Regions from separate parts of the Mus musculus genome. Here region 2 is linked to region 1. Evidence: chromatin contacts called from public promoter capture Hi-C data. All regions are on one chromosome and are shown on one strand. The core of a region is the stretch at or near the end of the contact, and the rest is flanking DNA. Distances in the headings are between cores, read along the strand shown.

Region 1 (5,486 bases), core at 1,393-3,892:
TGATCCATCTCCCTTCATGGTGGCTTCCTCCTCTCCTCTCATTCTTTCTCCTTCTCTTCCTGGTCTCTCTTCTCCACCCTCAACCAGGTAACTCAAAACCCACCTACCTCTAGCCTCTCCAGTAATTAGCTGTAGACAATTTTATTTAACCAATCATTTTTTGTTTGTTTTTGTTTTTGTTTGTTGAGACAGGGTTTCTCTGTGTAGCTCTGGCTGTCCTGGAACTTACTCTGTAGACCAGGCTGACCTGTCTCTGCCTCCCAAGTGCTGGGATTAAAGGCATGGGTCACTACTGCCAGGCTAACCAATCATTTTAAATCAAGGAACAAGGTTTGCACAACAAAAGTGTGTAAATGTGAGAATTCACTTGTAGGCCTAGATCTTCAGGTACAGAATTTAGCATTACAATCCATTGCAACAGACCAAACATTAACACTTTATGCCACAGTGCAGACAGTTGTTAATACTACTGGCACACAGGCATTACCTGGTGGGCTAGCTCTAGTGACCATTACTTAGTGTTGTCTTTGTTTCTGTTTCTAGTGGGAGACGATATATTGGCCCTTTTCTCCCCATATACCTTCTTAGCCAGCCATCTCCAGGGCTGCTGGACAGAGGGACAGCTTTTCAGCGGGTGATAGTGAATGTCTTCCAGGCTCCCAGGACAGAGAAGTAGCTCACAGCGTCATGCTTGCTGGTCCACCTAGCTCAGCCTGCAGCCCCCAGAGTGCCCTATCATGCTGGTCTGGTCAGCACAATGCAGAGCTGCCTAAGAGGGCCTTCTAGGTCACTCAGGCCTACAGGCAGAACGGCATCCTGAGGTCTTGTTAGAGTTTTCAGCATCACCACCTTTCCCAGACACAGACGAGCATTGGGAATAGCTTCTTGAGACAGTGTTCCTTCCTTGGTGTCCCTTACTTTGTGGTACTTTTCCTTTTTGGTTGCCTAAGATGACATAGTATACTCTAGCAGTTGGGAACACTACTTCAATGGAGACACCCTGGTTCCATTGGCCTTTAATTTGCTTATTTATTTTAACGATTTATCTTATTATTTTAAAAGTATAGGTGTGTGCCGTTTTTAAGTGTGTGTGTGTGTGTGTGTGTGTGTGTGTGTGTGTGTGTGTGTGTGTGTGTGTTTGCAGGTGGCCATGGAGTCCAGAAGAGGAGATCAGATCCTCAGGAGCCAGAGGTACTGTGAGCTACCTGACACAAACCCTTTCAGGTCCTCTGCAAGAGCAGTACACGTTTTTAACTACTGAGCCATCTCTCCAGCAACCTTTTAAAAAATGCTGCCCAGGATGCTTCGGAGATGCAGGTACTCTCCCGGAGCATTGTGGGGATGTTTTACAGGGACTGTAGCTATTTCATATGCTCCCACACGTCATTCATTAGCTGCCACTCACAGACAAGGCCATTACCACTCACAGGAACTTCTCTCAAGGTAGTGGGATGTTACTGTGGCATGGCATACGGTAAGGTGGGACCCAGAGGAGAAGGCAGAGATGAAAGAGAAGCATGCGTAGCAGTAGAGGTACTAGCGGATTTTTTCAGTCTTACTCCCTCCTCCTCCCACCTTCCACTCCCCTGATCCTGTCTCCCTAGGTTCCGGGTATATGAGTTCTGATTTAGCCATTCCTTTCGTGTTTGCCAAATGTGGAGGTGCAAAAAGAAAGTCAGAAAGGAAGGTATAGGACGCCACAAAAGGCCTTCCCAGTGGATAGAAAAAGCTCACAAAGTTGTCAGGCAGGATACTAACAAGCCGTTCTGAGCCTAAGCACAAAAGCTTGGCGGCGGCGAGGCGCCTTTGTCTCCTAGTCACCTGCACTGGTTTCATTCAAACCTGTGTTTGGATGGCCCTGGAGTTCAGGCTAAGTCCTGAGCACTCGAGAGCCCGTGGTCAATGAGAAGGTGAGGTGGCCTTCTTCCCAGATTCTCTTGGCTGCTGCCTTAGTATTCGAAATCATGAATAGTCTCAGGTACTGGAGCCAAGGCTCACAGAGAAACGCAACCTCAGCTGCTTCCTCCCGGAGACTCTCACCCCACCCCCACCCCAAGGTCTCAGCAGTCCGCTCTTCTCAGCTCCTGAATGAACCTGCATTTCCTCTGCCCAGCTGGGGCTCAGGCTTCCTGTGGGCTCAGCCTTTACGGTTGTCTTCCCGGGGCCTTTGATGGGCTCAGGAAATTGTATCAGACAGAAGATGGGGCGGCAATCAATTAAAAAAAAAAAAAACGTTTCTAAGAAAAACGAATCTAGGCTTTGAACAAGAGTTGTTTGTGTAACATATGCCCTAATGTCCATGGAACAATATATCTAATTTCTAGCTCCTTTCTCGCCCCTCCCCATCTTAACAAGAAAGGAAATCGATTTTTAACCTTCTGATTCCCAGCATACTGACGATCCAGGAGCAAAGATTGCCTTTACTTTTAACCCATTCATCAGATATTACCCTCCCTTTTCTCTGCCCGGCTTCGTTTCTCCCGGCTACTAGTTAGTATATTCACGGTGCATGACTCATGAAGCTGCAGCCTGATTGGATGAAAACCAAATCGCACCCCCCACACCCCCACCCCCGCGCCGCCCCAAACGGGTCAGTCAATTACAGCTATTCTCGGCTCCATTCACAGATTTATTAGCTCTCACACAACGAGGGAAATTCATTCGGCAAAGTTCATTCATAAAAATTTCAACAGCCTGGGTATCGTCTGCTCAACTCAGCCTTTTGCTGTGCACAGGCTCCTCCTGAAAAAAGCCTGCAGGAGAGTACAGGAGGGAAGGGCGCCCTGAGAAGGGGTGGGCCGGCCGGGATCGGACCCGAGCCACACAGAGGATGCCCGGACCTCAAGCTGGAGGAACAATGCAGACCAGCGCCCGTCGCTAGGACTCCTGGCTGGTGGCCCAGAACCAAGATCCTCCGAGAGAGGGCAGCCGTCATAACCCCAGCCCATACAGAAGGGCCTTTGACTCTTATGCGCTTTTTTATTTTTCCCTTTGAAATGAACAGTCACGGGAACAAATAAAGGGTTAATGGGCTAGTCCCTGCCCCGCCCCGTGGGAGCTGGAGGGGAGCAGGTTTGAAAGTTCCTGTGCGCAGAGGAAAAGGGGGTAAATATTTCTGCTAAGACTAGAGGCGTGGTGGCACCCGCTGCCCCAGCCTGGGGGACGGGACTCCGGGGCGAAGACACCCCCGCTCCCACCCCACCCCACCCCCCGCGCTCCGGGGGCCTCTGCCAGGGCCTGGAAGGGCCGGCCTGCAATCAGAGCTGGGGAGGCGTCCTCCGGGACTGTCATCCTTGAGCAGTCTCGGACCCGGGCTGGTGACCGCCAGAGCAGGAGAGGTGACTGTGGCGTGGGTCTACCGGACTGCGAGGCACTTTAGGCTGCGGTGCCCAGTCTCAGCACTGCTAAGGCTATGCGAGAACGCAGCCAGGACAGCCAGGCAGGACTCACGCTGTATGTAGGACTCTTTGGGCACCTGGGGATGCTTCACAGGACCAAGTACAGCCGCTTTCGGAACGAGTCCATCACGTCTTTGGACGAAGGGAGCCCCGGAGGCTCCGTTGGAAACAAGGGCTCGTCGCCGCCTCCCTACCCAGCCCTGGCCCCTCACCTGCCGACTGAGGATGCCACTGTGTCCAGCCAGGAGAGCCCCACGGCGCTGTGCACCTTGATTCCCCGTATGGCAAGCATGAAGCTGGCCAACCCCATCACTTTTCTGGGTCTGAAAACCTTCTGCTTGGGTACGAAACAGGTGAGCCGGTTGAAGCTCCAAGAGAACCAGGATCAGACTCCAAGCCGTCCAGCGTCCCCAGAATCCAATCTAAACAGGACTGGACCTGCACCTGCACCGGATCCGGACCAGGTGGGACGCAGGCCCACCTCTTTGCGTCCTGATACTTGCCCACTGCCTGGCCCTGGAGAACCAAGCCCCAGGAGCAAGCAGGACGGGCCCCCTCTGCAGCACCTGTTGGGGAACGGTCTGAACTACTGTGTGCGGGTAAGTCCCTTAAGGCCTACTCCCTGAGCACTCACAGGAAGGGCAGCTGTGCTCTCTGCGGGGACTTCGATTTAACCTGGCTGGGCTCTAGATTACAAGACATACCGCTGGATCAACCGAAGGGAGAGTTGGCCTTAGAGATTTCCTACAGGGATCTGACACATGCCAGAGTCAGATCCACTTTGCTCCAAGGGTGTGAGCCATTGCTAACCCATAGGCAGCTGTTGGCTCAGACATAGCTTCTCATAGAGACAGATAAGATGGCAACTGAGACGTGGTATAAAAGGGATTTGACGTGGTTTTATTTATTTATTTATTTATTTTGGAATCGACATTTCAATGTTCAGCAATTGATGCATCTGTGAGAGTACTCAGGGACTCTGGGACAGGGGAGCCGGGTGTAGCTGGGTTCTGAGATTTATGAGAAGGTGTATCTATGGTAGAAAGGTTGATTCAGGACAGGCGCAAGAGTAGATCAAAGTCACTGTGGGGTCTTCGGGGAAGCTTGGGGTTTGTCCTGGAGAGGGCACGGAGAGGTGGAGGTGACGGCTAGCACAGTCCCCAGGGACTGAACAAATTAGAACAGGGAAGAAAGGGAGGTCATCAAAGCTCTTCAAGGGCCAAACAGAGAGGCTATAAACACTGGTGAGCAAGATCCTCATAGGTCCGCAGGCATATCGTGAATGTAGGTCTTAAAAGATTCATCTGATGATTTATTTAACTTGTGCTGAAGCAGGAAGAGATCCTCGAGGCCAGTGAGAATGCTTGCTGTTCTTCATGGAGGGTGTAGCTGAGTTAGGATGAAGACTAGAGAATGAAGAATAACTTCCAAAGTTAAGTCCTGGATGATACTCAGGATGCCAGAGTCAGCAGAGTCAATTGGGAAGGGGACTCATCAGTTTGCACTTGACCTCTCCGATAACAACAGTGCTATCTAGAGGTGCTGGTGTGCAGGTGAGCAGTCTCATCAGCCCGGCAGTGATTGAGCTTAAAAAGTCAGAGCTGAAGGCAGAAGAGTGGGTGATTGCTTTGCACACTGACAGCATCAGGCTCATGGACAGCTTGGGGGATGCTGGAGAGATTACAGAGAGAACGGGCTTGGAGCAGACTTGGTAAATGGATGCCCACAGCCCCTAAGGAAGATAAGCGTGCAGAGCCCAGCTCCTGCCCTCAACAGCAAGTAGCATACTGTGACCAGGCTTGCATGTTTGTGGAAAATCCAGAAGAGCATTACACTTGTCAAGCTGTAGGGTGCCAACCCTTTATGGTTTGGAGTGACTCCCAAACCTGGGCTCTTGGCACCTGCCTATTGCCTTCAGATTCCTACCTTCAGCCCCACCTTTCCTTCTGTCCTGTATCCCTGTCGGCTCCCCACACTCATATCTTTACCAGTGTTTCTGGGTTTTTAATGAGGACACCAGCTGTCTTCTCACAGTGGTAATAACTTACTCCAGGAGAAATGCTGACCCCATAACCCAAATGAACTCAC
Region 2 (5,486 bases), core at 1,453-3,952, 41 kb before region 1:
ATGGAAAAGAACCAAGCATTTTCTAGAGGTGGAAGGCAAACTGAACAAAGAAATAATTTACAGGTACTTTAAATGATATTGGAAATTTGATTAGGTGTGAGATGGATAAATTAACTTTATCATAATAATGGTGTAGCATTTAGGAATCACGGTATGGTATAGCAATTACGAAAAACTCGCAGTATCCTTAAGTTTTAAAGATGCAAAAGGTTATCTAATGTGGGCTCCTGTGGGCTACAGACAGGCATGAGGATCTGAGTGATCCCAGCCCCTCCTTAGATACTCTCATGCACTACTACACGGTGCGCATCAGTAGCCGCAGAACTTAAAATACTCTCATGCACTACTACACGGTGTGCATCAGTAGCCGCAGAACTTAAAATACTCTCATGCACTACTACACGGTGCGCATCAGCAGCCACAGAACTTAAAATACTCTCATGCACTACTACACGGTGTGTATCAGTAGCAGCAGAACTTAAAATACTCTCATGCACTACTACACGGTGCACATCAGTAGCTACAGAACTTAAAATACTCTCATGCACTCTTACACGGTGTGCATCAGTAGCCGCAGAACTTAAAATACTCTCATGCACTCTTACACGGTGCGCATCAATAGCCGCAGAACTTAGAATACTCTCATGCACTACTACACGGTGTGCATCAGTAGCCGCAGAACTTAAAATACTCTCATGCACTACTACACGGTGCGCATCAGTAGCCGCAGAACTTAAAATACTCTCATGCACTACTACACGGTGCGCATCAGTAGCCGCAGAACTTAAAATACTCTCATGCACTACTACACGGTGTGCATCAGTAGCCGCAGAACTTAAAATACTCTCATGCACTACTACACGGTGTGCATCAGTAGCCACAGAACTTAAAATACTCTCATGCACTACTACACGGTGTGCATCAGTAGCCACAGAACTTAAAATACTCTCATGCACTACTACACGGTGTGCATCAGTAGCCGCAGAGCTTAGAATACTCTCATGCACTACTACACGGTGTGCATCAGTAGCCACAGAACTTAAAATACTCTCATGCACTACTACACGGTGTGCATCAGTAGCCACAGAACTTAAAATACTCTCATGCACTACTACACGGTGTGCATCAGTAGCCGCAGAGCTTAGAATACTCTCATGCACTACTACACGGTGTGTATCAGTAGCCGCAGAACTTAAAATACTCTCATGCACTACTACACGGTGTGCATCAGTAGCCGCAGAACTTAGAATACTCTCATGCACTACTACACGGTGTGCATCAGTAGCCGCAGAACTGGGGAGGCAACCACGTTAGCTGAATTGGTGAGCTCTAGGCTCAATTGAGAGAGGTGGTGTCTCAAAAAAATAGTGTGGCAAGATACAGTGGAAGGGACACACACATGATTGCATAGTTGGCAGGCCCCAGGCCATGGAAGAGCCTGTCTTAAAGAAACAAACGTGGTTGTTTTCTAAGAAAGGGCACCTGAGGCTTCATCTGAGAACATGAAGGTGTGCACTCATGCACATGCGCACACATGAACACCTGCATGTATATCACACACATACACAGGGAGCTCCCATATCTAACTTTAAATGCCTTAGCAAGTAGGGCATAATGACTGGTCGTGTGTTGAGTGGAGGTGGTGAGAATGTGGATGTAAATGGTACCGTGTTTCTACTCTGTGTCTGGGTGAGTATGTCATGACCTTTAGAAAAGGAAAGCCCACCTACCTGTCACTTGCAGTGTCTGTTTCCTTCCATATCAAAACCTAGACACTCTTTTCTTAAGAATGGCTGTTTGAGCTAGGCAATGGTGGTGTATGCCTTTAATTCCAGCACTCGGGAGGCAGAGGCAGCAGAGCTCTGTTACTTTGAGGGCACCCTGGTATACAAAGCAAAGTCTAGTTAAGGAATTAGGGCTGTCAATTCAGGGCTACACAGAGAAACCCTGTTTCAAAAAACAAACAAACAAACAAACAAACAAACCAAAATAGAGTGAGGGGCTGAGCTTAAGGACTGCAGTCTGGTCTTTAGGTTCTAAATGCACAGTGGCTGTAAGGTCTGGACAGCTTGTAGGGTAAGGGTCAGTCTCTGGTCACCAGGCTGGCTAGCAAACACCTTTGCCTGTTGAACCATCTCTTCAACCATGCATATTTTGATGTGGCTTATTAACGCTCTTGCACACTAGTGCCATTGTCACATTGATGGTTACTTGGTGCCACAGTGTGGCCAGACTGGGCAGTTGCCTGTCAGTTATGCAGCGTGGACTGTGCACAGCTATGCATTTACAGAGACTGTATTTTCGTGTGTTGTTTGGCTGTCAAATCAGGGAGTTGTTTATTAGTCATTATTTCTCTTTTTCATTTTAGATAGACTTCCTGGATTCTTTATATCTAGTTAAGGAATTAGGGCTGTCAAATAACTATGTATGAATGGACCAAAAATCAGAGCAGGATAAATGGGTCTGTTTACTGCTCCTGCTGATCTTGGCCTCCCTGAGACTAACACTTCAGACAGTCCCTTGACAGACCCCTTAGGCCTCACGGAAACAGGAGGAATGGTCCTTCCTTCCCTGTGATTCCTACACAGTCAGGCCATTTTTGTTTCAGGCTTATGAGGCAATTTGGCTTTAGCTTTATTTGATGATAAAGATTAAACAAAATGCGCAAAGTGTTTACCGACTTTTTCTGTTGGAATTGAAACTACTTGCCTTGCCAAGTTCCTGGTCGGCATCCTGGCCCTAGTTTTGTTGTTTGTTCATTTTGTAACCCTGAGGTGAAAACCATTTTTTTTCCTTTTCTTTTTTTTTTTGTTTTTTGTTTTTTGTTTTTTTTTTTGTTTTTTGTTTTTTGTTTTCTTTTTTCCGAGACAGGGTTTTTCTGTGTAGCCCTGCTGTCCTGGAACTCACTTTATAGACCAGGCTGGCCTCGAAATCAGAAATCCGCCTGCCTCTGCCTCCCAAATGCTGGAATTAAAGGCATGCGCCACCACTGCTCAGTGGTGAAAAATATTTTAAGTGCTTTATCTCTGCCTGATAATTGGTGGAAAAAAGAAGCCAAGCACCAAGTATATGTTGTTTGTTTGGAGGAGGGTCTTGCTCTAGAGCTGAGGCTAGGCTGGCACTTGCTCTGCAACCAGAGCTGCTCTGAACCTCTGACCTTCCTGCCTTAGTCTCCCAGGTGCTGGCGCCATGTGCCACTCTACCTGGCAGATCTGTTGTTTGTGTTTTCCTCCTTCATTCTTAAAGCAATAGAGGCAGATTGCAAGAGTGTATCGTCTATCTATTACTGGTGTTTCCTTGTCCCTGAGATTTTTGTTAAGTATATATTTGATTTTTTCCCCAAATACCAACTCCTTTTTAAGCCAAACCAGACTGTGGCCCTTTCGCAATTTCTAATTGTTTTCTAGGCTTTAAAGGCTTTTAGAAGGTAAACCCTGCAGGAAATAGTGACCTCTCTTTATTTATACTAGTTCTTTGTGTGTGTGTGTGCGTACGTGTGAGGATGTGTATAGTTCAGCAAATAACTTTGGAAGCTCTCCTTGCACCTCCTGAGGATCCCAGGGGTCAAGCACAGGCCAGCCAGGCCTCACGGCAAGCACCTTTACCTCCTAGATGGTTTCATCTATCCTTGTGCTACTTTTTATAGTACAGTGTTTCGAGATTTTTTTATTTTTTTATTTTTTTTAAAAGATTTATTTATTTATTAATATATGTAAGTGCACTGTAGCTGTCTTCAGACACACCAGAAGAGGGAGTCAGATCTCATTACGGATGGTTGTGAGCCACCATGTGGTTGCTGGGATTTGAACTCTGGACCTTCGGAAGAGCAGTCAGGTGCTCTTACCCACTGAGCCATCTCACCAGCCCGAGATATTTTTATAAGAGACTTAATTTTGATGACTGGTAGCACCTGGTCGTCTATGTCTTAAAGCAGCAAGTACTTGTGCTCACTGATTGTGGGACTAGAGAGTTGGCTGAGGGGGTAATAGCGCTTGCTGTGCCGGCAGGAGGACTTGTAGGTCCCCAGCACCTATGTTAGTAAAATATTAGTCATGGACGTGTATTCCTATAACCCTGACTTGGGGGGCAGAGACAAGAGAATTGCTTCAGCTTGCTGGCCACCATCCTAGCTCTTGGTTCGCTGAGAGACCCTATATAAAGCTGAGCATGACAGATGAGGACACACGGTGACCTTTTGACCTCTGTGTGTGCACAGAGACACATGCGTCTATACACACAAATGTGTGCATGTGTTACACACAGGCTAATCACTTAAAAATACAAAAAGTGAAAGGAAACCACATACAGAAAGGAGACGGAGGGATCACATTCAGCTTGGATCTTGCCAGTCCGGCCTGGCTGGGCAGCATGCCCCAGATGTCCTCCTGGCTCTGCCGTCCTGCAGTGGGGTTAGAAGTGCATTCCACCACACCTGGCTTTTAACAGTAGATTCTGATAATCAAACTCAGGTCCTCCTGCAAGACTGGCAAGTACTTTATAGCCCCAGGCCCCACCTCTTGGAAGGTCCATACCTCTTAGTAGTGCCAAATCCTCCAGGAATCAGATTCTGAACAGAACAACTTGAGGGAGACAGTATCTAGAACTGTTACCATGATAGTTAGATTTTCACAAAGCTATTAATATAGTTGGGCATCTTTGTGTTTCTGAGTTACTTCTGTCTCCTTTCCTATGACTTGTCTCATGCCTTTGCTTACTCTGATGCTTGATCTGTTTCTTTTTACCTTGATTTATTTTGAGGTCAGGACTCAGGGCATAGTCTAGTCAGGCCTCGACCTGTAGTCTCCTTCCTCAGTCTCCCAGAACTGGGCTTACAAGTGTGTCACCATCGAGTCTTGATTTCATTCTTCCCTCACCCCCTGCCCCCGACTCTGTCCTTCTGTTTTAGTCTTTACTTCTTTGTGCTTCTTTATTTCAAAGCAGAGTCCTGCCCTGTGGCTGTGGCTAGCTTGGAACTACCTAGGTAGACCAGGTTATCTCTTTGAACTTGGTGATCCTGCCTCTGCTTCTTGAATTCTAAGAATACTACTGTGTCTGGCACATGTGCCTTTTCAGCAACAAACTTGCTTAGAAGAACTGGCGGAAGCACTCTGTTAGGAGATTATTGGTTTGCTCAGAGACTGTTGGAAATTTTGCTCCTCAGGAGCCTTGCTGAAACTGTTAGTTCTGAAAATTTAAGGTTTAAGTTACTTTTCCTTCTCCCTCTCTCTTCCTGTCCCCACCCCCTCTCTCTTGGTGGTTGGGTCTTTCTGTGTAGCCTTGACTGGCATGAACTCACTTTGTAGACCAGGCTGGCTTTGAACTCAGGAGATCTGTCTGCCTCTGCCTCCTGAGAGCCAGGATTAAACATATGAGTCACCACGCCTGGCAGGCCTGATCCTCTTTTCCTCCACTTGGAACAATTAAATTGCATTTGCTTTTACAGATAAACTGTTAAGTATTTCCAGTACCATCAGTATATATATATA

Evidence for each region. Promoter capture Hi-C pulls out the DNA fragments that hold promoters and counts their contacts.
Region 2: a contact with region 1 is called in a promoter capture Hi-C map of liver, with 1.8 times the contacts expected there. The contact joins the enhancer-like site here to the promoter of Shc4 in region 1. A contact is called at or near these places in 3 of 39 promoter capture datasets (liver, pre-B cells and second pharyngeal arch cranial neural crest), 3 of 484 Hi-C or Micro-C datasets (the N1E-115 cell line, Th2 cells and bone marrow-derived macrophages), 1 of 115 datasets of contacts at active chromatin or transcription factors (embryonic stem cells) and 3 of 9 other capture datasets (adipose tissue, liver and pancreatic islet).

The regions. Positions count from the first base shown.
Region 1 is chr2:125,721,304-125,726,789 of GRCm38.p6, reverse strand. Shc4 (SHC (Src homology 2 domain containing) family, member 4) reads left to right here and starts at 2,642. Exons shown (of 12, transcript NM_199022.2): 1 at 2,642-3,997. The coding sequence starts at 3,413.
Region 2 is chr2:125,761,952-125,767,437 of GRCm38.p6, reverse strand. Secisbp2l (SECIS binding protein 2-like) reads left to right here. Exons shown (of 18, transcript NM_177608.3): 7 at 1-63. Among named protein-coding and RNA genes, the nearest start is that of Secisbp2l, 18 kb to the left of the region's middle. Within about 2 kb of position 2,702, at least 4 of the 459 cell types and tissues checked have an H3K27ac peak or open chromatin away from gene starts, as enhancers often do. A contact at or near this core is called in liver, where this site is marked.